2 separate regions of the Zea mays genome follow, and region 1 is linked to region 2. Evidence: chromatin contacts called from public Hi-C data. All regions are on one chromosome and are shown on one strand. The core of a region is the stretch at or near the end of the contact, and the rest is flanking DNA. Distances in the headings are between cores, read along the strand shown.

What was found. A called contact is a pair of places that touch in the nucleus more often than the background predicts.
Region 1: a contact with region 2 is called in a Hi-C map of leaf, with 7 times the contacts expected there. The contact joins the promoter of LOC100284630 here to the promoter of LOC103639004 in region 2. A contact is called at or near these places in 4 of 25 Hi-C or Micro-C datasets (bundle sheath, ear, leaf and 1 more).

Annotation. Positions count from the first base shown.
Region 1 is chr9:125,646,172-125,650,917 of Zm-B73-REFERENCE-NAM-5.0, forward strand. It overlaps LOC100284630 (copper-transporting ATPase PAA1), which reads right to left and starts at 3,233. Exons shown (of 4, transcript NM_001157525.2): 1 at 2,853-3,233; 2 at 2,693-2,746; 3 at 2,169-2,322; 4 at 1,698-2,029. The coding sequence starts at 3,155. The coding sequence ends at 1,998.
Region 2 is chr9:125,390,043-125,394,625 of Zm-B73-REFERENCE-NAM-5.0, forward strand. It overlaps LOC103639004 (proline-rich receptor-like protein kinase PERK2), which reads left to right and starts at 1,904. Exons shown (of 1, transcript XM_008661783.3): 1 at 1,904-3,475. The coding sequence starts at 2,361. The coding sequence ends at 3,179.

The DNA of each region.
Region 1 (4,746 bases), core at 1,983-4,482, 260 kb after region 2:
AGATCAAGGCCTGCTCGCTCTCCAGGCCTCCCACCGCACCGTTGGACCTCCGCTAGCCTCACGCCTCTGTGCCGGTCGCGCCAGCCAGCTGCTGGCTAGTCTCCTTTTATTCCTTCCTCTCTCTTTTTTCCTTTTATCTTTTCTTTTTTTCCTTTTATCTCTTTTCCCCCTTTTAGACATCTCATGTATGTCTCCAACGTAACATTTCATGTAAGTCTTCAACACACATAATCTTTATATACGCCGGTGTTCCATCCCAATGTCCCCGCACAAACATCTTCGACGACTACTCGACTAGGACCCAATGACGATCTCAATGACGACGATTTTGAAATTAGATTTTGAGACTAAGTTCATTAAAAGAAGAAGATATCAAAACAAGAATACGATATAGGACCACACTCATACCATTCAAACAGATCTAGCTACATACTCGCCTGATTCAAAAAGAACAAGAATAAACGACCTAAAAATCATCGCTCAAACTAGGTCGGAAGCAGCCTCCACGAGTTGAACATCCTCAGCTCCTGCCCTACCCCAATACCAAAGATGACTCCTAGACACAGATAAGGCAGCAGCAAGCGTGGAGGTTTGCCATTTGCCATTGAATAAGAAATCATGGTCCTGTTTGTTTCAGCTTCTGGCCATTAGAAACTGCTGCAGACTGCCAAATGTCTAGCTTTTCAGTCCGCTTCTATGAGAATCACTTTAGTTAAAACCGTCCAAAATCAAACGTGAACAAAAAATCGGCCGAGATGTGGAGGTTTGCCATTGAATAAGCAATCATTTCTATGTCTCCATAAGGTCCAGGCTCCTAGAATAACAATAGAGTTGAGATTTTTTTTGCATGAGTAAAGGAAGAGAGGAAGAAGACTATCAGGCCAATCCAGCTAAGGAAAAAGAACCGGAACTGCCTTGAAAAGACACAAGAGACTAGTTGATGGTCTAGAGTTTTAGGAACTTGGTCACACAGTACATAGGTCTTTGAGCCATTAGCCATATGAAGAAAACACATTCCGCTCATAGTTTAGTGAACCTTGCATGATAACCTCACCACGATCCCCTTCTAAGGAGAAGCTCAAGGCCATGATGGATAATTTATAACTTTTTCATGATACAGTCTACAATAATACTCTCTATATTCTAAATATAATTCGTTTTAGACTAAATATATATTTATCAATTAACCTATAAATATAGTTTGTATGTATATCTATATTCATTATCATTCATTCGAAGGTGAACAGAAATATGTATGTCTATATTTTAGTTCATAACAGTTTTTCATGGCTAATATTTTTATTTCAGCAGAACCAAACAAACTCAAGACCTACTTAGAAGTAAAATATTTTTATAGTTTTTAGACAATACAATGGTTTATATGAATATTATAGTACTTTATACAATAAGATGTTTAATTGTGTTTCTGTAAATTGTATTTTTAAAATCATGGTATTTTAGATACCATAGTATCTTTGGAGTATTGAAGACTCGGCTCCAACTTAAAGTTTGAATAGTATGCCTAGCTTTTATCTAAATACCATAAACTACAATGTTGTATCTAAATAATAGCTATTAGTTTTGTAGCTGACTAAAACTATAATATTGTCATGACAATTGCAATTGCAAGTGTAGTATTGTAAAATCATGGTTTTAAGAAACATTTACCAAACAGGCCCTCAAAATCTTTCCAAACGTTTCTGTAGGAGTAAGCTTGTACGATACTTCATCATTTTATTTTATCGCTAGTTCGCCTTCGATACTCAACAGTTCAGCTGTTTCGAAGTTCAACCACAAGTCCTTAACAACAATATAACGGCATAAAAACTTCCTGCGAGTTCATTTTTGAACTAAACTGCGACAAATAAATAAAAGAAGTACATCGTAGACCCGCATGTAACAACTTCTGAAGTGGGAGACATTGCTTCATGCAAGGACCCTCCATGCTAAAACTTCCTGGCCACTCATAGTCATACATACGTAATGCACTGCTGAGGTTAAGCATCAGTTTGTTCAGCCTCGCCTTCGTCTGAAAAAAATAACAAAGAAAACAAAGATCAATTGGGAAGGTGACATGCTTCAGTTGACAAGAACATCTCAATCGGTGCAACTTTAATTATGCGTTTGTATGAATGGATTGAATGATGAAACAAATGTACCCTTCACACCTTGCAGATGAGACTGGAACCCGCAAGAGGTGAGATGGTTGGCAAGTTTCTCGGCCAATTGTTTTTGCCAGTCTTTGGTAGCCTTCGCTTCAGGTGTCGTCCACACAATAGCGGTGGCCTTTTCGACATCAACTGTAGCTGCAGCAACCTCAGGCTGCCAAAAATAATCCAAATAAACTTCGGTTACATGGTGGTATAACTTGATGCAAGGTGATGGCGGCACTTGGAGGTGTCACACACAGAAGCAGCATACTGTACAGTGCAAAACATGCCAGGTACAAATTGGCTTGGCTAATAAGAACCGAAAGCAACTGCGTATGCAAGTGCTGATTTTACAGTCGTGTCATTCGCAGCAGATAATTTGTTTGCAAATTTAACAGACTAGACCATAAGATTTGTGAGTCTAGTGTATCCGATTTTGAATCTGTTTCCAGAACCGACGCCAAGGGCCAAATGGAGAGACGATATGAGAGGAAGCAGAGTTGCAAGCTTTGCACTGCTGCTAGTGCTAACTCTTAACGGACCTGGCTCTCCAGAATTCGCTTCACCTTGTCCGCACATCCGCCGCACGTCATTCCCTGCACGCACGCACGCACGCAGCAGGCAGCACAGCAGCTCATACCGGCGGCTATCAATCGGAACAAAATCGTAGCGTCAAGGTTCAGACACGGGAACGAGCGTTACCCCGACATGGAGCACGATTGCGTCAGAGTCGCCGTCCTCCTGCTGCTCGGACTCACCCAGAGCCGCCACAGCCGCGGCGGCCGCGGCTGCGCCGGCACCGGAGTCGTCCCCTCCACCGTCGCCGCCGCAGCCGCCTGCAGATGAGCGCCCCCCGCCGCCGCCTGCGCCGGATGTGGAGGTGGCGGAGACGGAGGCGAAGCCGCGGCGGGGCCGCGCCAGGACCGGCGGGAGCAGGGGCCTCCCCGCGGTGGGCAGCAGAGGGAAGGACACCCTCGTTGTCGTCGTGGCCACCACGGCTTCCATTGCTGCTTGAAACTAACTACCACAGCAGCACAGGCCGGTAGTGCTTTTCGCGGCGGGCGTTGCGTTATGTCCAAGTCCAACGGATTCGATTTGCTCGCTGGCCTTTTGCAGACCAGAGTTGCCGTGGGCCCGTGGCAGTCGTGCGCTCCTGCTTCACGTGTTCCTGCCATCAGACCGTACGAATTTTTTCTCCATTGCACAAAAAATACATTTTTAAAATTTTGTCTAGACATAGGGGACGTTTCGTTTAAAGGGACTAATTTTTAGTCCTTCATTGTATTACATTTTAGTTTTTAAATTATTAAATACGTAAACTATAATAGAATTTTAGTTTCCACATTTGACAATTTAGAAACTAAAATACAATAAAATGGAGGAACTAAAAATTAGTCACTATAAACCAAATACCTCTTATACAAGTAATGACATTCATAATATAAATAAAAAAGTCTAAATTACTCCCTCACTTATGGGCAATGTACATATAACCCCTTAACTATATTTTAGTTTAATTTACCTCTCCACATATTTGAGTTGATTCAAGCTACCTCTTAACAAAATTTGTCTTCCATAGAAAAAAAATATTATGGTTTTTATAATTATTTTGATAGGTTAAAAATCATATAATGTAATAGCTTTAATGATACAAAACTAAATATAAAATAATAATCATAATTTTCACATATTTTTCTAACTTAAGTTACGATGTCCTCAATCAGTCTAAAAATATGAACTTAAAATTCAACTTTTACATAGAAAAACAAAAAGATAAATATTGATATTTGTCTTTTTCTCCACGTATAAGTTAAATTTCAAATTTATATGGAGAAACAAGTATCGAGCCTCTTCTTTTGTGCTTTGTACATCAAGGCCTTCGGCGACGAAGCTGGTACACGCCTTTGCAACGCCTGTGCATAGCCGAAGTTCCATACCTTCTCATTTCTGGTTTTAAATCTGCTTCGTTGATTCTTTGTGTTGTACCTGAAACACACTTTCTCAGTCCGAAAGTTAACCTATGTACCTGAAACACACTGTTCATTATCCGGTGTGTGCCACGTCAGCCGACCGTTGGGGTTTGGAGCAGTTGACCGTTGAAGTACTTTGTCTTCTTGCGGCACCGGACAGTCCGGTGCGTTCTGCTTCTGCACTGTTCACTGTTCACCGCAGTCGACCGTTGGGCGCAGTTGACCGTTGCTCTGTTGGCTCGCTGGACATGTCCGGTGCACATCAGACAGTCCGGTGAATTATAGCGGAGTGACTCTAGGAAAAACCAGAGAGCGGCCAGTTCGTGGGTGCCTTGGCCTGGGCACCGGACAGTGTCCGGTGCGCCACTGGCATCACCAATGCTTCTATTTGCTCTAAACTATGTAGAGTTCTCCAACTTATTTTCTTTATTGGATTGTGTTGTACTTTATGCACCTGAGATAAATGACAACTAGGCAAACTAGTTAGTCCACGTGGTTTATGATGGACGTCAAACACCAAAATCGATTATAGTAAATGTTTAAGCCTATTTCCCTTTCAAAATAACTAAACAAGAACGTGCAATCTAGGTTTTGTTTAAGTGTTGCTATCTCTACCGCAAAAGAGT
Region 2 (4,583 bases), core at 654-3,153:
CGACGAGCTGATGATGCACAACGTCAGTGAGCTGTTAAGATCTTACTACCTGATCTAGAACAGTAAACTCATCAAAGTACGCTTGTACACAGTCAGATATATGCATGCATGGCGCGTACTCCCATATACCCATCCCTTCCAAATTAAAAGCCGTTTTCTAGCTTTTCTCAGTGCACCAATATATAAGAATCGTTTACACGTCTCACCTATGTACACGTCTACTAAAAAAACAAATTGTGGGAGTAGCTAGTACGTTTTGGCACTTCTTTTTATATATCAACACGATACCTAGAATACAATAATGGTATCACTGCTATGATCAGTTTTACTAGAAAATCCACTAATTATGGTGGAGCATGTGTGTTTATTTTATTTAGTTTGATTTATATGTAAGCAATGTTTAATTTTAGCCCTCTCTCCCTCCCTTTTTCAGAAGTCCAACTAGTACTTGCCTCGATTTATAAGGTTACCCAATATATCTTAAATTTTCGGATGGACTTCCTATAGAAAAGCACGTTGATATTATTTAACTTGACCCGCCAAAATAATAATAATAAAAAAAGAATTGCTGGTAGACTAATAAATTTTCGGGCACGCAAGCAGAGCCCAAATGTCGTCCTACCTGCAGAAACTAATATTATATATTGCTATGCCGGTATTAATGTTTTTGCTCCATCTGAAATATCACCACCTACTTTTTTTATAAATGGTGATATCAATATATTGGTAGTACAACATATATTGCATGCAATCAATTTGGGATGTACGGCCGTGCAGGTAGTGTGCATTTGATACGAGTATTCGAGACACACAAAGCACGTAGTTCAAAATAAGCAGCATGTTCGCTTAATCGCTTGACTTTAATTCGTACCTGCTTCTACTGTTTTTGCGGTATCGTTATCTATATAAATGGTAACTGAAGCAGTCCTTACAATTGACTTTAATCCAAATCGAACAACCCTTCCCGGTCCCACATAGGTGTGTTGACTTACTGCACATAATTACGTAAAAAGGGAATATATATATATATATATATATATATATATATATATATATATATATATATATATATATATATAATCATTTTTGTTGACGATAAAATAAACCGTGTAGAAAAGTCACCCACCCGTTGGATACAGGGCCGGGCCAAGGCACGTGTGAGCCGTGCGCTCTCACAGGGCCTCCAATCCAAAAATTGAGGGCCTCAAAACTTAGTAGATGTATATATTCTAGTTTTATGATCTTCTACACATGTTAATATATAGCACATATTTTTCTCCCTACCATACCGCTGCGCTGAAGCGAAACTACCGAGCGCTCCACTAAAGAATAAATCTTCATACAATCTTAACATATCTGTCCGCGTGAATGAAGTTCTCTAAATTAAAGCTACTAAATTCATATTTGTGTTCTACTATGATAAAAAAAAGATGTATTATTTAGCCACAATAGCACTCGAGAGTGAAGCTTTGGAGAAGATCGAATATAAGCATATTGTACAAATTTTCTTTAAAACTCACCAAAAGATCGATGTTATTCAAATAAAATAGAAATGTTTCTTTAGATATTCTATTGCAATACATATTACTGTAACTTGCAGATTATTATTACTGGTTTTTTAATAAAAACATAAATTACACTGCTTTAGATTTGGCACGGGGCCTCAAATTTCTCTGGCCCGGCCCTGGTTAGATAAACTTTACAGTGGCCGCTGGGCGCTGCTCGGTGCTCGTCGTACGTATACTGCGGGTCGTCGCCGTCACTGATGCTGTGCAGCTACAGTGAGAGAACTACTTCTAATAATAATGAACTGATGAAGCAGCCAATATATACCGCGCTAGAGATCGTCAAAAAGGTTAATTGTGATTTACTAAAACATGAGGGGATCTGAATGTTTGATGTAGATATTTATATATATGGGTTTATTATTATATATATGGATCCAAATTACCTAGCTAGTTAAGCAAAAGCGAGTTTTTTTTTCTTATATACAAAAGGCTAAGACAAAACCAATGAGCTCTGCCTGTACTGAGGAGGAAGTCATCGAAAACTGCTTTTCATCAGCCGGTACTGTAGCCATCCCAAATTCTACGATCCATTAGCTACTGCACCTCACTAGTTGCCTTGTTCATCATCAGCCCATATATCTCCAATCCGGCAATCGTCCCAAGTAGTAACTGTATCAGGATCTCTCCATATCCCTCTCTACAGAGGGAGCTTCCAGCACACCAAACCCTACCTGTGTCTGTGTGTGCCTGCCTCTCTTTATCATCAGGAGCTTCCACTATTCCACACCTTCCTCTATCTCCTGCCCGGCCCCCTCGCCACCTCCACCGATCCAGCGCCATCCGGGTACGTCCATGGCGTCCACCACCAGCGATAGCCTCCCCTCCTCTCCCTCCATCCCCACCACCGACGGAGCCGCCGACCAAGAGTTCTCCTCCTCCCACTACCACCACCACAGCAGCAGCAGCAGCCTCTTCTTCCCGCCGCCGTCGTCCTCCTCCTCCTCCCAGCTGCCCAGCCTATACCTCGACTCCTCCTTCCACGGCCTCCTCCCCACTACATCTTCCCCCGCGGCGGCCACGTCGTCCCCTTCCCCTCCTCCACCACCGGTGCCGCCACTCCCCCCAGCAGCGCCCGCGAAGCCGGCCAAGAAGCGCCCGAGGGCCTCCCGCCGCCCGCCCACCACGGTGCTCACCACCGACACCTCCAACTTCCGCGCCATGGTGCAGGAGTTCACCGGCTTCCCGGCGCCGCCCTTCGCCCCCGCGCCGCCCCCCACCGTCCGCCCGCGGCTCCTCGGCGGGCCCCCGCCGTTCCTCATGCGCCCGTCGCCTCTCAAGTACCCCGTGCTGCTGCCTCCCGGTCCCAGCACCTGCACCACCACCACTAACACCACCCTAGCCACCGCCAGCGCCAGTAGTACGAGCTCCCTCGTGGACGCGCTCGCGCTCTTCACCAAGAGCAGCGCGACGCCGTCGGCCGGAGGCGGATCAGGGGTTCCTGATCATTACCACCACGGCGTCACCATGGGAGGGTTCAACTTCAACCCGTTCGATGATTTCGACCCACCGCCGCCGGCGGCGGCAGCGGAAGGTGAGACGGGGAGCGGCGGCGGCGGCAGCCATGGTTTCTTCTCCTCCTTCGCCACCGGGGACAAGTACGGCCGCCACTAGCTAGTACGTAACCCATCTCTCTCGTGCTGTCTGGTAATTCAGCTAGCGTGTGCGTGCGTGTCTGTGCTCATGAGAGAGTTTGTGTGGAGAATGGAGAGAGAGAGATTGAGAAACACAAGCAACAAATTCTACTTCGGCCACTGCTGCTATACTGTTTTGCATTATAAGTATTTAGCAAGCTGCATAATTGTGAGTTTTCCATTTCTTGGTTTTGGGATATGGCGATGCCTTATTATGTACATACATAAATCTGAGTTCTCTTTGATTAATTCCAAGCTCATTTTGTTTGGCGTCCAGATGTTGACATTTTATTGGTACTTCCCCGCATTAAAAAGCTAAAATTATGCATAAATGAGGTTTTAAACCATAATTGTTGGTTTTAAACCTATATTCATATCCACTTAACCAATATAAGACACATATTTCTTCATGTTTTATACTCTATATTTATAAATAAAAACCATACCCATGTACGAGCACGAGCACTTTGTTAGTATACATATACACACGCGTAATTGCCGTGATGAAACTTGTAATAGGGAGAAAGCTAGGTAGCTGCTTAATCTGTTCGGCTTCCATCGCTATTAGCAAGTGTGTCCTTGTCAAGATGAGATGAAACGATGCAACTCCTTTCTAACTTTTCCTTCCTTTCGGCTCTAGAAGCAAAATATGCCGTACTGTCTGAAAGATATGGCTGCTTTGCTATGTGTCTCTCTGCTGATTCAGTCTTGGAGTTATATTAGTATATACTTACCTCCGTTCTCTCCAATATTATGGTTCAATATTTTATTTTTAACTAAAAAAGAAATATTTTTAAACTAAAACACGAAAAAATAAAAAATAACGGATGAAGCATATATTTGTAGGTGATGCTTGCAAAACTCACGTCTCTCTCGGAGCTACTAGTTTTTACTGTGGGTGCAGCAGAGAAGCTAGCTTGCTAGCTACTACTTGCTAGCGAGCTGTTCTTTCGTCTGCTGCCTGCTTCTAGGTCAATGAGTGCATGCTTTGATCCAAGATCCACAATGTTATATATTTTAAACTAGTAAATGGATATATATACTTCATTTACTTGGTAGCTGTTGAAAAATTAAAGTAACGTAATATCTATAGTTTTAGACTATTGGCTGTTGTCCCTATTTTTCAGTTCGACGCACATGCATATATATTGATCGAACGAACGGTATGCGGAATAAACAAAATTAATACTAGTAAATATGCTCGTTACATATATAGTTGGTAAATGATACGTATAAATTGTGAGTAATAAGTTGAAATTTATGCTTCTATAGTATGTACCTCGCAATTTTCCGTGTTCAGAAATTTCTGTGATATTTATATATATATGAAGCTAAGTATGGATTGTATGCTATATACGTATATAGTACAATAATAATGTTAGTT